Linked DNA regions of Mus musculus: regions 1 and 2 are each linked to region 3. The links are chromatin contacts, called in public promoter capture Hi-C maps. All regions are on one chromosome and are shown on one strand. Each heading gives the region's core, a stretch centred on a gene start, on an enhancer-like site or on the middle of the called end of the contact. The rest is flanking DNA. Distances are from core to core; before and after follow the strand shown.

Evidence for each region. Promoter capture Hi-C pulls out the DNA fragments that hold promoters and counts their contacts.
Region 1: a contact with region 3 is called in a promoter capture Hi-C map of liver, with 2.1 times the contacts expected there. The contact joins the promoter of Adprh here to the promoter of Wdr5b in region 3. A contact is called at or near these places in 2 of 39 promoter capture datasets (liver and pre-B cells) and 1 of 115 datasets of contacts at active chromatin or transcription factors (astrocytes).
Region 2: a contact with region 3 is called in a promoter capture Hi-C map of pre-B cells, with 4 times the contacts expected there. The contact joins the promoter of Cox17 here to the promoter of Wdr5b in region 3. A contact is called at or near these places in 4 of 39 promoter capture datasets (the 3T3-L1 cell line, liver and pre-B cells), 1 of 484 Hi-C or Micro-C datasets (B cells) and 2 of 9 other capture datasets (adipose tissue and liver).

Annotation. Positions count from the first base shown.
Region 1 is chr16:38,451,126-38,454,075 of GRCm38.p6, reverse strand. It overlaps Adprh (ADP-ribosylarginine hydrolase), which reads left to right and starts at 1,387. Exons shown (of 4, transcript NM_007414.3): 1 at 1,387-1,547.
Region 2 is chr16:38,345,663-38,348,377 of GRCm38.p6, reverse strand. Cox17 (cytochrome c oxidase assembly protein 17, copper chaperone) reads right to left here and starts at 1,379. Exons shown (of 3, transcript NM_001017429.2): 1 at 1,171-1,379. The coding sequence starts at 1,277.
Region 3 is chr16:36,039,549-36,042,554 of GRCm38.p6, reverse strand. Wdr5b (WD repeat domain 5B) reads right to left here and starts at 1,365. Exons shown (of 1, transcript NM_027113.2): 1 at 1-1,365. The coding sequence starts at 1,042. The coding sequence ends at 56.

The sequences.
Region 1 (2,950 bases), core at 138-2,637, 2.4 Mb before region 3:
TTTTAAAACAGTTTTAACCGCGATCTGGTGAGAGAGCAGCTGGACCCCAGGGCCTCACCCTTTTTATTGTATCAAACTAGAAGTTGGCTTATTGTGGAAGTGTTAATGTTTGTGGACATTTGGAGTCACATTAGTAGTTGATAAAGCCAGTTTTTAAGAAAGGATATAAAATTCTATTTAAAAAATGACCCCATTGTTTTAAAATCATATGCATACCATAAAGACTGATATATGTATCAGGGGTAACATCTAGTTTCTATTTTTCTCTAAAATATCTTTAGATATAATATAGAAAAAATATTCTAAAAGATATAAACTAGGTGTGGTGTTGTAAGACTGAAATTCTAGCATTCTAAAGGTAGAGGCAGGAGGATCACGAGTTTGAGACCAGCCTAGTCTCAAAAAATAAATCAAAATTTAATTTTCCTTCATTCCTCTCTTTACTCGGAAAGCTTCTTGTTCCTCTTCTAATTATTTGCAATTTGATGCTTACCCTTCCAAGCAACACACACACATTTATTAAATATATTAACTTTCCTATGACTTATCAATTTATTTTTGCTTAATAAAAGTCCCTAAACTCCACGTGAACACCTCCTTTATTATTGTGATTAATAGATTTATTTACACAAGAATAGAGTCACCAACGCCAAAATTAATAGATGTTAAATGTTCAGTTCAAGTTTCCTTCCCAGATAAGTCTTTCCTTTTTTTCTGTTTTGAAGACATAGAAGAGGGGATGTGAGTTCTTGGGAGTAGGTCTGAAATTTTTGAGCAGACATGTTCTGATCTTAAGTCTAAGGAGTCAAAGCAGGATCTTTGATGTGCGTCAGGGTCACTGTATAGAAGCAGATACTCCATTTAAGCACAAGGCCCGATTTGTGCCTTTCCGGAGACGAGGCTGTACCGAGCTGGGTCGAGGGTACGGGGGAGTGTTCACTGGCACACGTTTATTCTCGGAACCTGACATCTGGGCTCAACGCCGCCATTGCCACCTTAGGGTTTTAACAAATCCAGAGTCATAATTTAGGGGAAAGAACCTTAAGAGTTCCCCTCTAAGCTCCCGTTTGAAACCCTTCTGTGGAGAGCACGCAGAACCACGGCTGAACGGACTAGGGTTAGAATCGGTGAGCCCAAGCCGCTCTGGGCGGTGGGTACCAGGCTCTGGGAGTCCAACGGTCCGCGGGGCAGAACCCTGGCAGGGCAGAACCCTGGCAGGGCGAGCACGAGGCTGGCCGGACACCACTCCACTCGGCCCACACGCAGCGCGGAGCGGTTCCCGAGCTGATGCGCAAGGCTTGGGCGCCCCCAGCACCGCCCCTTCCTCCTTCCGTCCAGTGCGGAGGACGCGGGAGGACGCAGCTCCGCCGGAAGCCGCTGTGCGCCAGCGACCCGCCCGGCCCGCGGCTCCGCCCCTGTTCGGCTTTTGGCTTGGGTGCCCACAGCAGGACTCCTGCGCCCGGTACCCCGCCTCCAGCTCGGGCAATCCTGCCCTCGGCTCTGGACCACCCCGATCCCGCCCCACGCTCTCAGCTCCGCCTCAGCAGGTACAGCCAGGAGTCCCCGAGCCACTCTCCTCTTACTGACCTTAGTACCCGCTCGGTCCCGCTCTCACCTCCAGACTGGTGCTAGGCCAGTGTCCTCAAAGTGGCCACCAAGACTTTCCTGAGTGCATCGCGGCCTCCCCTCCCCTCATCCCCTCTCCCTATTCCTCTTTCTACCCAGGCCAGGAAACCAATGGGAAATCCCGAAGTGTACTTCGGCTTTGATTGTATAGTTTGATGGCTTTGTCACCTGTGCCCGTTTAGAGTGGGTTAAGGAATAATGACTTCTGAAGGGTGGGTCTGGGCCAGGATGGATGCATGTGCCAAGGTGAAAAGGAATTTCAAAGAGAAAAGATACTGGCTACTTCCTCCGTAGGTTCCCACACTCTTCCATGGAGAGCTCAAAAAGGGAACCTGGAGCATTGGGAGGAGAAGGTGGGGGCGTTAGTCCTTAGTTCTCAGAGGTTAACAAAGCTAGGGCTTCGAAAACCTGGGCCAAAACAGGACCTCGGAGAACGAGGCCTTCCTCCCCCACAGATGGGAAACAGATGGGAAACTCCAGCGTGAGAGGATTGTTAGTGGTCACAGAGCTAACACAAGAGACTACAGAACTCTAGTTCCTAGCCGTTATTTATACATAAAACACACACACACAACACCACACACACACAACACACACACACACACACACACACACACACACACACATGTAATCAGGATCAAGCATGGAAAAGCCAGATCTTTACCCTTAACTGCTTCTCCAGGTCTCTGCTGGCCTGTGCCCTAGACCTGAGCAGTGTGACTAGATGGATGGTGGAGGTACCTGGGCTTGAACTAAACCTAAAATGGCGGTTAGAGGAAGAAAGACAGGTGGATGGGAAGAGCTTGGGCTGAGGGCAGGGGTGAGCTAGGTCTTTTTGCCCCTAAGAGTGTTTGCCCCTGTTCATGGGGAGGCTGGGTGCGTGGAGGGGGCAGACAGTGGAACACTGAATCACCACACGGAATGGGTGTCATGGAGCCCTGGCCTGAGTAGAGTAGAAAATGTGTACACCGGGAAGCCAGGGCTTTAGCAAGGATTTCATTTGTGGTGGGAATAGCATTTGCAGCCCGGCACTATAGAACTTTTACCATATAGAAGACAGACAAGGGGCTGGAGACATGGCTCAGCAGTTTGAGAGCACTGGCTGTTCTTCCAGAGGGGCTCAGGTTCAATTCCCAGCACCCACATGGCAGCTCACAGAGCCAGTTCCAGGGGGCCCAACACCCTCACACAGATACCAGTGAAGCCAAAAAACTAGAGTATGTAAATAAAACTGAATATAAACTAGAATATGTAAATAAAACTAAATCATTTAAAAATTTTTAAATATTGCTGGTAAAGGGAAAATTGCTTATAGAATTGGTTG
Region 2 (2,715 bases), core at 130-2,629, 2.3 Mb before region 3:
ACTTGGAGGGAGAAGATTCAAAGCCTGACTGTATTTCTAAGCTCTGAGTCTTGAGCCACACCAAAGTCTCCTTAAGCAGGTTACCTTGGTATTTCAAGAACCTTGGTATCAGATCGATCTTTAAATTCTCCATTTATAGGTAGTGATAATAATAACTGGTTACACTCTTATTACCTTACAATACCAAGGAATACTTTGTTTTGTGTATTTTTCTATTTTTATTTTGAGACATGGTCTCACTCGGATGTTCAGGCTAGACTTAAAACTGTTTCAGTCTCTCCGGTAATGAAATCACACCATGAGAATCCATATTTGTTTCTCCGAGTATTTTTCTGCTTTGATGGGAGAAGATGGAGATGCATAGCCACACTGAGGACTTCAGTATCTGCCCCAGAACCCAGGCTACATAAAAGGGAGGAGACCAAACAAAACCTTTTGTGACTTGATGATAAAGTCGATGAACATTAATATCACCTCTGTCCTGTAGACAAGTTTTACAATTTGTTTTTATGTGTATAGGTGTTTTGCCTGCACACCATGTGTGTGCAGTGCCCGCAATAGCTAGAAGGGGGTGTCAGATTATTCTGGGGTTGGAATTACACAAGATTGTTAACAGTCGTGTGGGTGCTGGGAATCGAAACTAGGCCCTCTGGAAGGTCAACCAGGGCTTTTATCCACTTAGCCATCTCTCCAGCTCCAGACAGGTTGACTTTTAACTTCTTGGAAAGGGTATCCCTTCAGAAATGTATCCTGTGTTCTACTATTCACACGTTTCGACCAAAAAAAAAAAAAATTACTAAAGATTACCTGAAAAATTTACACCTAGGTCTTAGTAAATCTATCACAGCTGGTGGTATAGTATTGGCTGGTAACAAATCTCCACATATTTTAAATGCCTTTAAATCAAGAAGCATCTTTACGCACTTCTATTTATCTGGGTCTTATCCCTAAGAAGACTAAAATGCAATCGTAGTAAGGAATGAAGGACGAGAACCTTGGGATCAATGTAACCTCTTGCCCTCTCCGTTGACCCCTAACTGAGACTGGGGTGCGGGATCAGGGAGCAGAGAGGACAGCGGAACTATGGGTCCCTGCATCTCCAGAGTCCCAGAGAGCAGAGTGGAGCCGAGCTGCTAAAGCCCGGGCTTCCCTCCCGGGCTACGCACTGACCACGCATCACGCGCCTTCTTGGTTTCCGGGCAGGCACAGCAGGGCTTCAGTGGCTTCTTCTCCTGAGCCTCGGGCGGGGCAGGGCTAGCGGCCGCCAGTCCCGGCATCTTTCCAGGCGAAAGCAACTATGAGCGCACACGCGCAAAGCTCCCAAACTCCGACTACCCTGAGCCGTCTGTCTCCACTTCCGCAGTCAATCGAAGGGGGACAGGAAGTCCCGCCTCTCCGGACGGAAGTAAGTCTAAGAAGCGCGTGCGCAAAAGAAGTGGTACAAGGCCTCGCTCCAAGGGCGTGGCGTCAGCGCTGGCGCAAAGGTTAAAAGGTCACCCAGAATGGTTTTTGTTTTTGTTTTGTTTTTGAGATTGTAATTTAATTACATCATTTTCCCTTTCCCTTTCCTTTCTACAAATCCTTACATATACATACCCATTCCCCACTATCCTTCAAATTCATGGCCTTTTCCTCCCTAATTGTTATTGCATGCTTATATGTATACATGCATACATATATTCCTATATGACCCATTCAGTCCAGTATAATGCTAACTGTATTCGTATTTTCAGGGCTGACCTTTTGGTACTGGACAAGCAGTAGCAGATCCGGGTTCCACCCTGGGATATTTTATGGTCTTTCTTCCTTCCTGCTTTGTAGACATTCTGCAGATACAGATACAAAGGCCCCCTACCTCCTATTTCTCTCCGGCATATATGCTAAATTTTCAGATAATATATCATGACACAGTAGTCATGAAAGAAGATAAGATTTTTTTCTACTTTCAACAACTGTGATGGGCTGTCTCTGTCTCTCTGTCTCTGTTTCTCTCTCTCTCTCTCTCTCTCTCTCTCTCTCTCTCTCTCTGTGTGTGTGTGTGTGTGTGTGTGTGTGTGTGTGTGTGTGTTTTGGATAAGTAAATGACATGGTAACTGATACTGAAAGTGTAACCCCCTCAGTAGAGCTCCATTGCTTCAAATCAACCATTCTAATTGTATTCAAGTTCACTAAGATGTACAGCATTGAGTGGCTTCCTTAAACTAGCTGTAGGTCAGGAAAAAAGTGGTTTGTAGTTATTTATTGTATGTATCTGAGTACACTGTAGCTGTCTTCAGACACACCAGAAGAGGGCATCAGATCTCATCACAGATAGTCATGAGCCACCATGTAATTGCTGGGAATTGAACTCAGAATCTCCAGAAGAGCAGCCAATACTCTTAACCAGTGAGCCATTTCTTCACACACACCCAAAAAAGTGGTTTTAATTTTAATATAAATATTTATAGACAAAGTCTCTAGCCTAAGCTGGCCTTGAATGATCTGTGGATGACCCTGAACTGATTATTAAATGTTGGAATTACAAGTGTGTGCCATCCTTTCCTGGTATATAAGGACTTCCTGCATGTTAGGCAAATAGTCTACAAACTGGGTTACATACCCTCAGCTCCTAAACTGGTTTTATTAATTGTGCAATCAGATATTTGTCATTATACCAATTAACAGAATTAAAAATGCCTTTTCCTGGCATTTCTTAAATTCAACTAGGATCAATAT
Region 3 (3,006 bases), core at 116-2,615:
ACCATCCTTTGGATTTTGTGTCTAACTTGGCTTTCCTCATCGCCTGCCAGAGACTTCAGCAGTCACTCGACCACACTTTAATTGTCTTGTCATTTTCTAGTGCTGCTGATGCGATGATGTTTTTTGTAGGGTGACAGGCTGCTGAGATCACCACATCTGTGTGACCTTGCAACCTCTGTACAATCTCTTTAGTCTGAAGATTCCAGATGTAAACCATGTTGTCCTCTGAACCAGACACAACCCACTTTCTACCAGTAACCGAGAAACTGGCAAATAGGCAGTATTTCTCATTCTTATGACCAGTGTATGTCTTCAGGCATCTGCCCCTGCTGTAATCCCACAGTTTAAGAGTATTGTCCAAAGTTGCAGTGAGAATGTATTTACCATTTGGAGAAAATTTTACAAAAGACACTGGAGGGTTGCCTTCATCAGCAAGTGTCCTTAAACACTGGCCTGACGCAGCATCCCAAATTCTACAAAGCCCATCATAGCTCCCGGACACTATCAAGGACCCATTACAATTAAAATTTACGGCAGAAATGGGGTCCGAATGTGCAGACAAAGTCTTGAGGCATTTTCCTGTTTTTACTTCCCATATTTTCACACTCTCATCAAAAGAGCCCGAAACGATGAGGTTGGATGGTGGGTTGAAGTCACAACAGAAGACGAAATCGCTGTGCCCCTTCAGTGTTTTCAGACATTTTCCAGATCTCATATCCCATACCTTTAGAGTCTTATCATCTGAGGCTGAAACTAGACGACTAGAATCTGAAGACCAGGCAACATCTGATATTTCCAGACTGTGACCATAGAGTGTTTTCTTACAATTCCCATCGTATGCTCCCCAAATTATAATTAGTGCATCAGCTGCAGAACTCGCTAGCCATTCGCCATTAGGACTAAATTTAACTGATGATATGGCCGCCGAGTGCCCCGCAAGAGTAAGTCTGAGAGCATAGTTGGGTTTCTGCGGCTCTTCCTCGCGCCGGGGGGCAGAGAGAAGTGACTGTGCTCTCTCTGCTGGCAGATGCTCGGTCGCCATAGATCCGGCTCTATAATTTGCGCGGGCTTCCCGCCCTGAAACTTACAGAAGTTAAAACTTGCGGTTGGAAGGCGGATGGTTTTGATTGTAACATGGGCTCCTCTATAAGGTCCGTTCCCAGTCAGCAACGAAGTTTGAACCACTCCCCGTCTTGCTTTCTTCTATAGCATCACGGATCACAGTGATCCTGGGATCCGTACTCGTGTCAGATGCTGTCAAAGGACTAGGCCGATCCGCGGGGGTTCGGGGCTGCACCTTTCCTCTTCCACGCCCTCCGCAGCTCCAAAATGTCTGGGAACCTCAAGCAACAGATGACGTCACACAAAACAGGATTTATGAGAGGCTCAAGTAGAGCCCAGGACGACGCTAGGTACGCATCCTGCCAGGCTGCGCACGCGCCGAAGGAGACATGCATTTTCTTCCGGTTCTCCAGGACAGGAAGTTGACACTGAACCCGGTTTTTTTCCCTGAGAGAGCTGGGTGCAGGAAAGGGCGCAGCAGGCACTTCATGAAGGCTGTGCATATTGAGGGTACCTCTGTCCACACCCACCCCGACTGAGTTTAGCTGCCAAGATTATAATAATAATAGCTGCCTGTGTGTGTACTTTGCGAATGCAATACCTACCCTCAGGGTCAGGAGTCCCATCATCCTGGAAATGGAGTTACAGATGGTTGTGAGCTGCCTGTAGGTGCTGGAAGGTCCTCTGGAGAACTGCCAATGATCTTAACCACTGAACTACATCTGAAGCCTGGACTACGGTGACTTCTGATATAGAGATTATATCATCAATTCAAAAACTTTCCATTTTTATTAACTCACCTAAAGCACATTGAATAACAAATTTTAGGCTTTATTTCAAGTAAATATATATTTTTCTAATGACTAGAAAACCAAAAGGATATAATGGGTACAACCTAGGAGCTAAACCAGGATGGTGATGGACCTTTAGTTCACTACACACACAAGCACGAGGGACAAAAGATGCGCAGACTTGGTACGTTGGTAGGATTAAGACATGACTTGAACTTTGAAGGGTAAAACGCACTTTTTGATGTGTAGGATACCTTGTGTATAAATAGCATTGGGGACTCCCAAAAAGAAAAGGCTGTAAGTAAAACTGTTTGTCGTTACTCATGGTCTAATATTAACAAACTGTCCTAACAAATTACTAGGATCTGCTTAGCTCTCAGGAAGGAGATTTGGTGACAGTGTTCACCAGGAAATAGTAATCCTAAATGGCAGCAAGCAGAGCAGGATCCTGAGCTCCTAAGCAGTAGCATGTCTTCCTTTAAAAAAAAAAAAAAAAAAGATTTATTTATAATATGTAAGTACACTGTAGCTGTCTTCAGACACTACAGAAGAGGGCATCAGATCTTCTTACAGATGGTTGTGAGCCACCATATGGTTGCTGGGATTTGAACTCCGGGTGCTCTCAACCACTGAGCCATCTCACCAGCCCGCATTTCTTCCTTTTACAACAAGCTACCCTTCGCGTAAGGGGACCTCTAGGTTTTGCTTTGTTCACTGAAAAAAAAAAAAATCAAAAATCTGTTTCTCCTTTAAAAAACCATTTAAAAAAAAAAAAAGAAACATGTGCCAGACTTATATGGTCTTCGAAGATTACTCCTATCTGGACTGTTTTAACTGGTTTCCTCAAAGCAGCTTTTGGGAGTAGAAATCCAGTTCCCAAGCCTCTACCCAATCTGGAAAACCTATTCAGACTAAACAGGAAGGACTGAGCACCGCCTGTAACTGAGTAGCTTTAAAAAGCTGCGCTCCCGCGCGCGCGCGCGCACGCACACACACACACACACATATCGTGCTATCCTTGTAAAACCACATGCTTATAGCTTGCTGCCCACACCACTCCCCCCGAGCCCTGCACTATTTTGTCCTCAACACTGGTCTTTTGTGTTTTATTTCTCCTTACCTACATAGTTCAAATTGTTGAAAGCCAGTGTTC